Linked DNA regions of Gossypium hirsutum: regions 1 and 3 are each linked to region 2. A link is a contact called in public Hi-C data. All regions are on one chromosome and are shown on one strand. Each heading gives the region's core, a stretch centred on a gene start, on an enhancer-like site or on the middle of the called end of the contact. The rest is flanking DNA. Distances are from core to core; before and after follow the strand shown.

Region 1 (3,614 bases), core at 921-3,420, 160 kb after region 2:
CCACAAATCAGAATGAATATACTCCAACGTTCCCTTCGTGTTATGGATTCCTCTGGTGAATCGAACTCTCTTTTTCTTCCCAAAAACACAGTGCTCACAGAACTTTAGTTTGCAAATTCCTTGCCCATCAAGAAGTCCTCTTTTGCTCAATTCTGCCATGCCATTCTCACTCATATGCCTAGGCGCATATGCCAAAGTTTAGTAATATCATCATCAGACAAGGAAGAGGAAGCGACAGCTGCATCACCAGTAACAATAGAACCCTGCAAAACATATAACTTGGTAGCCTCCTTTTTAATCTTGTTCTGTAGCTTATAGCACTCAGATTTAATGTGCCCTTTTTTCTTGCAGAAGTTACAATTTTACCACTATTTTAAGACTTCGATCTACCCTTAGGTTTACTGCGAGGATTTTGTTCCTGTGTCCTTCCATGATCATCATCAGCATTCCGATCTTGTCTCCCACGAACAATGAGACCCTCTCCCTGAGAGTCGGGTTTGACCACAAGATGCTTCATCTTATCATACGAGGTCAAAGAATCATAAACCTCACCAACTGTGAGAGACTCGTGGCTATATAAAATCGTGTCTCTAAAGGTTGAATAAGACGGAGGCAACGAACAAAGTAGAATCAACCCTAGATCTTCCTTATCATACTGAACCTCCATGGCCTCCAAGTTTAAGTGAATTTCTTTAAACATTGTTAAGTGTTCGTGTACAGCCACACCTTCCTCCAAACGATGAGCATAAAGATGCTGCTTCATATACAACTTGCTTGTTAGAGTTTTCGACATACATATTTGTTCTAGCCTCTTCCATAATGCTGCGGCGGTTTTCTCCTTCATCACATCCTGCAAAATTTTGTTAAACAAATACAGATGTAATTGTGTTAACGCCTTTCAATCCTTACACTTCTTCTCTTCATCTGTTAATGTCAAAGACATTTTATCTATCCCTAGCAGGGCATCCTCTAGATCCATCTGCGCAAAAACTACTTGTATCTTAATATGCCACAACACAAATCTGGTGTTGCAATCCAATAGCGGAATTTCATACTTCAAAGACACTATTACAGTGATCAAGATGAACTACCCGGAAGCTTTGATACCAATTTGAGAAAAAGAAAAGAAAAGAAAATAAAATAAAGAACACACAGATTTTACGTGGAAACTCTTTCGGGAAAAAAACACGGGTAAAGGAGAAAAAAATTCACTATGTCGAATTCGAATGATTACAAAAGGAATAGATTATGTCTATTTATATGCTTGTAAAACCATATTCTAGTAAGATTGAAACACCTTATTCTAATCAATATAAAATATATGAAGTTTAATAAGGTTTAAAAAACCTTATTCTAAAATAAAATAAAAGAAGTATAGTTCTATATGGATTTTACTTTTATTTTATTTTACCACTGTATTTTATTTAAATAAAGATTCGAGTCATTTAATTCTAACAACAATTAGCAAACTTCTACCCTTTACAGGCCATTACATTTAGGAACCCAACTCACCATGAATGAATAACAAAATATTATATCAATGGCCACATAAGCTGGTTTTCGGTGCTAACAACAACATAATTTGGTTTAGAGTTTGAAAAATAGCAATAATATTACAAATAAAAGCACTAAAAGCCATGTTTTTCTCTCCTCCCTCATTGCATCCTCCAATGTCTTCACTTTTTTCAGAAGACCCAACAACACAATTTGTGAACGGGGCGTCAATGGTGGATTAAACCAGGTGAAAAAATAACATGGTTTTTGAAACCCATTCCCAAACTTCTTACACCCCAAAACCTCCTACCTGGGTTGTCATTGGACCAAGACATATTTAATTTGGTTGGGTTTTCACAATAGCACACTGATATCACGGTCGGCATCTCCATTTTTTCTCTTCTTCTTCTTTTTCTTTTACTGCTTCAACCCTAAATTGGTGCTAAATAGGCTATTTAAATTGGTGCTAACTAACCAGTTGGACGACTAATGACACCAATCAATTCGTCATTTGTTATGTTACTTTGCCGTTACGTCTGTAATAAAAAATGATTAAAAGTACTATTTTATTACTTTTCTAAAATTGAATGACAGAAATAAAATTTAACTATTTTATCATGTAACCAAAGTTGGTTACTATTAATATAAATTACCCATTTAAAATATTGATTCACTCACTATTATTTATACACACGTTTGGTATTTACTAGAAAAGGCAAAAGCATGGAACATTATCAGTTGGAGTCTTAGTTGAGTTTGCTAAAGCCACCGTGTCTATTCCGTAGCCGCTCGGTCACAGCCCTTCAATTTCGCTTGCTCTCTCACATTTTATCCGCCATATCCATAGTTAATTCAAGCATAGTTCATCTCAAAGATACATTAGCAGCAACCGCAGCAATGAACTGCGTTGCAATGAGCTCCACAGCTCGATTATTCACTACCTTCAACGACTTTTCAGTTCGACGCGGTTTTACGCCTCAGTCAAGATGTTTGAGAGTGGCCAGACCTTGGCCTAGATCCAGAGCTTCGAGAATCGTTTGTATGGCGGTGCGTTCAACAAAAACTTCTTCTTTTTAATTTGATGAAAAGCAGAGCTGAGATTTCGATAAAATGAACTTCTTGTTGGTTATTGTTTTGGATTTTTTTTTCTTGCAGGAGCCGTATCTGATAACGAAACTGGAATCTGCGGAGAAGACGTGGAAGGAATTATCGGTATAGTTCTTATTTTTTCTTTCTTTTGTAGGTAATAAGTTTCGATTATGTGAAAAAAAAGTGTTTTCAGTTGTATGTTAGTCAAAATTTTTGTCTATCCAAGGTTTCTCTACCTTAAGCATGAAAATATTGTTCTCCATGCCGTAAATAGTGTCTTAATTCAATTGTTTAGTAAGGTTTCTGTTTCTCTAAACAATGAGACTGTAGGTTAGGCTAGCTGATCCAGATGTTGTCTCGAATCCCACTGAATACCAAAAACTGGCTCAGTCTGTGTCGGAACTCGATGAGGTACTGGATTTCATTTTGCTTTCTTAGCTGGCTGCTGAGCTTTATCTCTTTCGTTGCTAATTGGCCTTTCCATTTATGTTCTATTTTCTTGGTGGATAGGTTGTATCAACATTCAGGAGATTTAAAGAATGTGAGAAGCAGTTAGAGGAGGCCAAAGGTAATTTTGACAATCATCATCATCTTGTTTAAAATGTTTTACTATAAGATAAAAGCTTGTGGATCCTTTTTTTCTTATTTTTACAGTAATTCTTTTTCAGCTTTATCTGAAGAGGAGGGCACTGATGTAGATATGGCTGAGATGATAGCATCTGAAATCAGCTCTCTATCTGGTCAACTTAAAGAGCTTGAGGAGAAGCTTAAGGTTTTCTCCCAATGCCTTAAGTTTTATCTCACCATCTCTATAATTGTTTTCCATATCTAGGAGCCACTTTCCCACTGAATAACTTGTGTTCTATCGTCTACTTAGTCAAGTGTATGATTAGAAGTTTTAATCAGTTTTCTTTGCATTACGAAAAGTTTTATTGAGTTCCAACAATATGGAATGAGATTGATATTGATTGCATATTTTATATAATACTTCCCATTGATGAGCATTAACCAATATTGAGCCTTATTGTGGA
Region 2 (3,427 bases), core at 276-2,775:
TTTCCCCTTTCATTTTCATTGTTTATCCAAACAAAAACCATTAAAATGACTTAACTTTCATTTCCATCACTAATTTAAACTATCCAAACAAGGTAATGAATAATTATTTACTTTCTTTAGCTTTCTATTCTTTTACTTTTTTTTTCCTTTACTACATTTGCTAAAGATAATGTTAAATAAGAGAAATAAGGCGTTGAAATTTATGCCTTATTAATTGTTGCAATAATAACTCGACTTATAATTCAATTCTTGAAATTTTTTATAAATATAAATTTAATATTAATCTTTTTCTTTCATACATATCACAAATTATAAGAGATACTTAAATTTCATAATTTATATCTATTTAATACTTAAATTTTTTTAGACTTAATTAACATCTAAATTTGAAAACCATAAATTAACTTTAAACTTTTTAAGGTACTTGACTAATGTCGTTAAAATATGTTGATGTGATACTGATGACCAATAACATAATGACACGTGATAATCTCATATTTTGACCTGTGACAAAAAAATAAAAAAAAATATTTTTAAAATGTTCACGTGTCATTATTAAAGTCACATAAACATCATATTAATTTTTTTTAACAACGTTAAACACATACCCTTTACTTATGATGTTCAAGTTTAAATACTAGTTAAATTAAAAAAAAAAAGAGTTAAAAGTAAAATACAAGTAGATGTGTATATATTATCCTAAAATCGGGTTATATGAAGGTAAGATGATTAAAATCCCAAAATTCCGCAGCTCAGTACAAAAGTTGAAGGTGTATACATTTTTGAGGAAAATGGTTTTGCATTATGAGCAATACGTACATATCCCAAAATTCCAAACTTGGTGAATTTTTAACTTTTTCTCATTTTCTAAAAACAACATAAAGGAGTAAACTTGATACTAACCTTAGGTAGAGGAGGAACATCCGTAGCCTTAAACCCATGATCCATATCATTCGGAACAATCACTCCATCAAACCCAGAAATCAAAGGACATTCCCAAATCAAAAAATCCAGAAACCCATCATCTTCTTCACTCCAACAGGAAGCTTTATCGTTACCCAAATCCTCGATCCCAAGAAAACTCAGCAACTCACTCACCGAAGGGCACCCGGTGAAGACTTCTACAGGCCTCCTATGATGCAACGAGCAGCTGTGGCGTTCCCAATCACAATTCGAGCAAAACACAGACTGCTCCGTTTCACAAAAGAGGGAAGCAGGTGATTCGTTACAGGCGTCACACAACAGTGACCGAGAGTGCTTAGTAAACAGTTGGTTAGCTGAGTGAACTTCCCTATCGCATGAAAAACAGAGCTTGGCGGAATCAGCTCTGCAATATAACAGAGCTGTGGATTGGTTACAGTAATCACAGAGTCTCCTCTGTATCTGGGTATGACTCTCATCACTCATGTTGTAGAATTGACGTGATGGGGATTTTGGTTATTAAAAGTATAGGAAAATTTTATGGAGCAAAAGGAATGGAGCTTAAAGTAGGGTGAAACTAAGAAATGAGCGACAGTGATTGAAGCAGGATAATCTTATCGTTTTATTTTATTTTTGGGTCAATGTTACCCACCACGTCTTAATTCTAATGCTTGCTTTTTCCATTTATCCCGATTAATTAAATCGAAATTTCTTCAAAATTGACTACTACAATGCTCAGGTGATTAAAACGTGGTCCATAAATTTTAAGTAATTTTCAGTCCATTTTTAAAATTTAACTGGGTAGATAAAATAAATTATTAAAAATAATAAAAATTGTTCAATCAATTATTCAATTGATTCGTCTTTGCTGAATTAATATCAGGCTGATTCCAATCCAATCGACAAAATCAAAAATTGTTTTGAAGGGTAAATTCCATTAGATTTCATTTTGGTTGTTACTTAAATCTAATCCATTCAATGCAATTTTTTAATTCATAAATTAGCAATGCCATGAAATTCAATTTGATTAAGTTACCTTTGATTTGTTGAACACCAATTGTATTTAAAATATTTTTATTTGTTTTATTATGAGTTTTTTTTTAAAAAAAATACAAATAATGAAAGTAAGAGACAGAATAACACAGTTTGAATTTAAGAGTGTTTTGCTCAAAACAAATATGTTATGAGATATTTTGTATTTTATAAATTTTATAGTGATTATATATTTGTCTCATATTTAACTTATCTTTTCATATTACATTATAATTTGACAAAATGATTGTCACTGTCAATGAGAGTGCATTGCTAGAAGGTTTGATAGACTATGAAATATTAATTAAAACTATTTTTTAAAGTTTAGAAGTATAATTATAATTAATAAATTCAAATAAATACAATAAAACTCAGTCATTACAATATATATATAATTAGGTTGCTAAATGAAATATCCGAAACTTAAATAATAATAAAAATGACAATACGATGATATTTAAATAAAAATAAAAAGAAATCAAATATCATATTAATTAAAACTATTTACGGCTCATGTGACTCATGCTCAATACTCGGGTCTAGATACAACATCAAAATTAATAAAGAGCAACATTTCTGCATATACACGACACCGCTCGTGCTTCATTTTACTTTTAGATAGATATATATATATATATATATATTTAATAGCTATTCCTTTGTATAATATCTTTAACATTTAAGTGGATTTTGTTTTAATTTTTTTAAAGAATAGATTTTTTTGCTATGACAAGTTGAGAATTAGGAAGAGCATGCTCACAGATTAAAGAATAACACACCCGCACGAATTCAGCTTTTGCACATCCTCCTTGCTCTTTTCTGCAATGCACCCAAAACAAAAGGAAAAAGTAACAAGTTTTGATCATTTGGCCATCGTTAGATAAACAGATCAGATCATAAGCCAACGAAAATGCAAATAAAAAGAATCGTGAGCTAACCAAAAGCATGAAAAATGTTATTATTGGAAAATAGGGTTTAGGGGTTTGTAAGCTCTATCATTTGTTTTTCTTCCTTTATACAACTTTTTCCCATTGTGAAGGCACAAGAAGAAGTTAGTATAACTAATTTATGCAGTTAGTAGAATCCAAACCAAAATAATACCTAGAAAGGTTAAACTCAAGTATGAGATTCTACTGTCAAATATATTCATCTCTAAAAGAAACTTACGCAGTAAGATCGGTGTCAAGTAGTAAGTTAAAAGCATAACCTACAAAGACTAGTGTTTGTGTATATATCTATACTATACATTCCTTAATTGTGTTACTATCATAAGTTAATCGAGTACCTATTTAATTGGTAATGACAGGCATAAAATAAATTTAGGGGGACAAAATTAAATTATATATTTTTATGAGAGTTAAAATATAATTTCACTGTTGTATTAACTTATATCTTTATGGTTTTCAAGCAGGAAGAGCCCCTGCCTACCCCCTCCCTTCTCCTGGGTAATGACTAAAATACCCTAACATGTTGC
Region 3 (3,260 bases), core at 437-2,936, 160 kb before region 2:
CAAAAAGACATAAAAATATAAAATATTAAAAAATATATAACATTACATAAATGTTTAATTGCCATTTGGTCCTAATTCTAAAAAATTTAAAAATATATATAAATAAGATATTAAAAAATATAAAACATTAAAAAAAATCAAAACCCAAAATCGAAGTAAGTAAAGTTTCCTTAGTTATAATTCAAAACCATGAAAACTCAAAAAATGCTCCTACATTTGATATATTCAACTGCACAACATTGCGATTAAAAAATTACAAGAAAAAATGTTCAAAATTTTCTTTCCTATTACCAGATTTTCTGGTCAACCAAACAAAAGGGATAAACTTTGTAAAACAACGCTCATCCCTTCATCTTTAGGCTTCCCATTGTTCTAATACTCCTACCAAACCTTACAATCTTAAATATCATATCAAATCTATACCCAACTTTACCAGACCCAAAAATCCATCATCACTTCGTCATCGAGCATTCATCGTTAAATCCACACCCAAAGTCAATTTTTTTATATAGACACGCTCAAACTCAATTTCACATTTTTCTTAATGAGGAAAAACGATCATGAAGCACCACTTAGCCTTAAGCATTTAAATCCCTCAGAGCCCTACACTTTGCCACCAAAATAAAACTTGTGATGTTTCTATAAGTCAAGGCTTTCTTATTTGAATCCCTCAACCAACTGTTTGATCATGGTGCTGGTTGGATTTGGTAGTGATTGATTCAAAAAAATTAATTCAAATGACTCGTTTAGCTTGATGGGGTTTAAAGATGAAAAGGAAATATTTGTTCAAAAAATTTAAGAGAAATTGAAGGTAAAATTTGTTGAATTCCTAAAATATTTTGTTAAAAATTCAAGAAATATTGATTTAAATCCCTTAGCCAAATTCATATTTAAGCCTTTATGTTAATTTATATATATATATTTAATAATTTATATTTTTATGTCTTTTCATAATAAATTTGATATATTTTCAAGTTCTATTTTTTTAATTTAAACTAAATTGACAAAATGTGCTTATATTGAGGGTTAAATTTGTTGAAATTTTTAGAATTAAGAATAAATTGACAGAGTATGTAAGGTGTTAAAAGGCTAAATTTATTATATAAATCAAAAGATTGCCATGTCAACATTTTGTTTAGTAACCAAGACATTTTAATGGTGGAGTGACTAGAAATGACAATTAACCTAATAGGGTGACTAAATTAACAACAACAAAAAATTGGTGACCAAAATAAGAACACGTTAAAACTTGGGTGACTATCTGAGTAGTTTACCCTTTAAATTTTTTAGAATTATTATTAAGAAAAACTTTAAAAGCATCAAAATGATATTTTAGTTATAGTTCAAAGGCTAAATTGATTATTAACTCTTTAAATTAACGTGTCACATCATCCTCTTAACGGGAGGTTAACGGATAAGTGACCAAAATATAATATTTTGATAACTTTAATGATAATTATGTAACTTTTAAAAGTTAAATAACTAAAATTTGATTTTAATAAAAATTTAAAGATAATTGGTATAGTTTGCCCAGTTATTTATTAGTAGAATAGGAACAGTCCAAGACTAAAAAACCCAAAAACGATATATAATAAGTGGAAAACAAATGTTCAAATGGCCCAAGAGCTCAGCTCCAAACAACATGGGCAAACTCTAGTTCCCAAATGGAAAGGGATCCAATCGGAGACCATGTTTGTCAGTGAGAAACCTAAGGAACCAAACCCCACAATTGTGAGACAAAATGGGTAGGATACTCACTGCTAACAAAAGGAGTCAACGCCCACAAGTCCGTCGGATCGTATACAAGAGTATTTCGGGTTTGAGTTTGAATATTTAAGACTCTAAACTCAGTTTAATTCGACTTATTTTTTTGTTTTTAATATACTACATTGAGAAATATTTATTCTACTACTAGTGAAATTTTTAGGCTCCACGAGTAAGTTAGAAACATAACAAGTGTTCAATAGAAGTATAGTAAAATATTAAAAAAAGACATTATAAATTTTTTAAGACTGCTTATGGAATAAAAAAAATAAACTGTCAATGTACCAAATATGAACCTTATTACATTATATTATTTGTATCTATCATGTAATTTATAACACATAAAAGTTAAATTTATAGTAGCTTAAAATATGTCATAAGTTTCTATACTTTTCACAAATTTAGAATTTTGTCTCTATACTTTTCAGATTTCAAAATTCAAGTTCAATTATTAACGTTGCTAATTTTTTTGTTAAATTTATTTGTGTGATATTTTGAAATTTAAAAAAAAAACTTAGTAGTAGTGTAACTAAAAGCATGATGTTGTAAGAACATGAATTAAAAAAAATAATCTTAGTGTTAAGAGTTGGACCTGAATTTTGAAATCTAAAATGTAAATGAGCTAGATTCCTAAAAATGAAAGTATAAGGACTAAATTTTAAATTTATGATTAGTATAGGGACTTATGGCATATTTTAATCTTTATAGTAATATATAATACTATAATGTGAACATTAAAAAGATAATAAATTACTTATATATAAATTTTAAATAAATATAAAAAAATAAAATTATTAAATTATTAAATTAAAAATAATAATATGAATAGATTTAAAATAAGCTTAAATTAATCATTTATAAATATAAATCATATTTCAAATTAAATCAGGTTTAGATAAATATAAATTATGGTAATAAAATGCAAAAATCGGGCTTAAATCCAACTAGTAGGACTTTTACTACTAATTATGGAATCTACAAAAATAATGAAAATCTTAAGAAAAAGATTGGATGTAACTATTATTAGCCCATCTAACTAGTGGGCCTTGAAAATGGGTAAGCGGAAAGGATGATACAGTTAGACCTCAAAACACAAAAGTTGGTTGGCTTATCGAATCTTATGCAACACTAGATTTTATCAGATACATGACCTAATCGTATTGAAATTATATTTATATAAAAAGCTAATAAATAAGTTAGTTATAAGAACAGCCATAAAGTTTATTTTTGAATAAATTTTTGTTAGGTAATGAGTGTGGAATTCATCAAAATTAATTATTTTACTCTTAAAAATATATTAAAATCAAAAGATAGGTGAATCCCATTGAGACAGAAATAATCAGATTTGTTAAAATATCTTTTGGCTAAAAGAAAAATAGTATTTAAACGGTTGCAAAAATAGTAAATAAAATGTAGAATCATGTAAAATAATATTTTAAAATAAAATAGATTTAACCAAATCAAAAAAGCTCTTCCCTCATGTACCAGGTTAGTTT

What was found. A called contact is a pair of places that touch in the nucleus more often than the background predicts.
Region 1: a Hi-C map of leaf shows a contact between it and region 2, with 2.3 times the contacts expected there. The contact joins the promoter of LOC121203152 here to the promoter of LOC107947935 in region 2. A contact is called at or near these places in 2 of 34 Hi-C or Micro-C datasets (both in leaf).
Region 3: a contact with region 2 is called in a Hi-C map of leaf, with 4 times the contacts expected there. The contact joins the enhancer-like site here to the promoter of LOC107947935 in region 2. A contact is called at or near these places in 4 of 34 Hi-C or Micro-C datasets (hypocotyl and leaf).

The regions. Positions count from the first base shown.
Region 1 is chrA08:93,329,040-93,332,653 of Gossypium_hirsutum_v2.1, forward strand. It overlaps LOC121203152 (peptide chain release factor APG3, chloroplastic), which reads left to right and starts at 2,171. Exons shown (of 15, transcript XM_041075894.1): 1 at 2,171-2,541; 2 at 2,650-2,706; 3 at 2,914-2,994; 4 at 3,094-3,151; 5 at 3,252-3,355. The coding sequence starts at 2,392.
Region 2 is chrA08:93,166,474-93,169,900 of Gossypium_hirsutum_v2.1, forward strand. LOC107947935 (zinc finger protein CONSTANS-LIKE 13) reads right to left here and starts at 1,526. Exons shown (of 5, transcript XM_016882437.2): 1 at 904-1,526. The coding sequence starts at 1,407. LOC121204510 (membrane-anchored ubiquitin-fold protein 6) reads right to left here. Exons shown (of 4, transcript XM_041074431.1): 4 at 2,362-2,772. The coding sequence ends at 2,717.
Region 3 is chrA08:93,003,710-93,006,969 of Gossypium_hirsutum_v2.1, forward strand. No RefSeq gene overlaps it. Among protein-coding and RNA genes, the nearest start is that of LOC121205238, 36 kb to the left of the region's middle. Within about 2 kb of position 1,687, at least 2 of the 9 cell types and tissues checked have an H3K27ac peak or open chromatin away from gene starts, as enhancers often do. A contact at or near this core is called in hypocotyl and leaf, where this site is marked.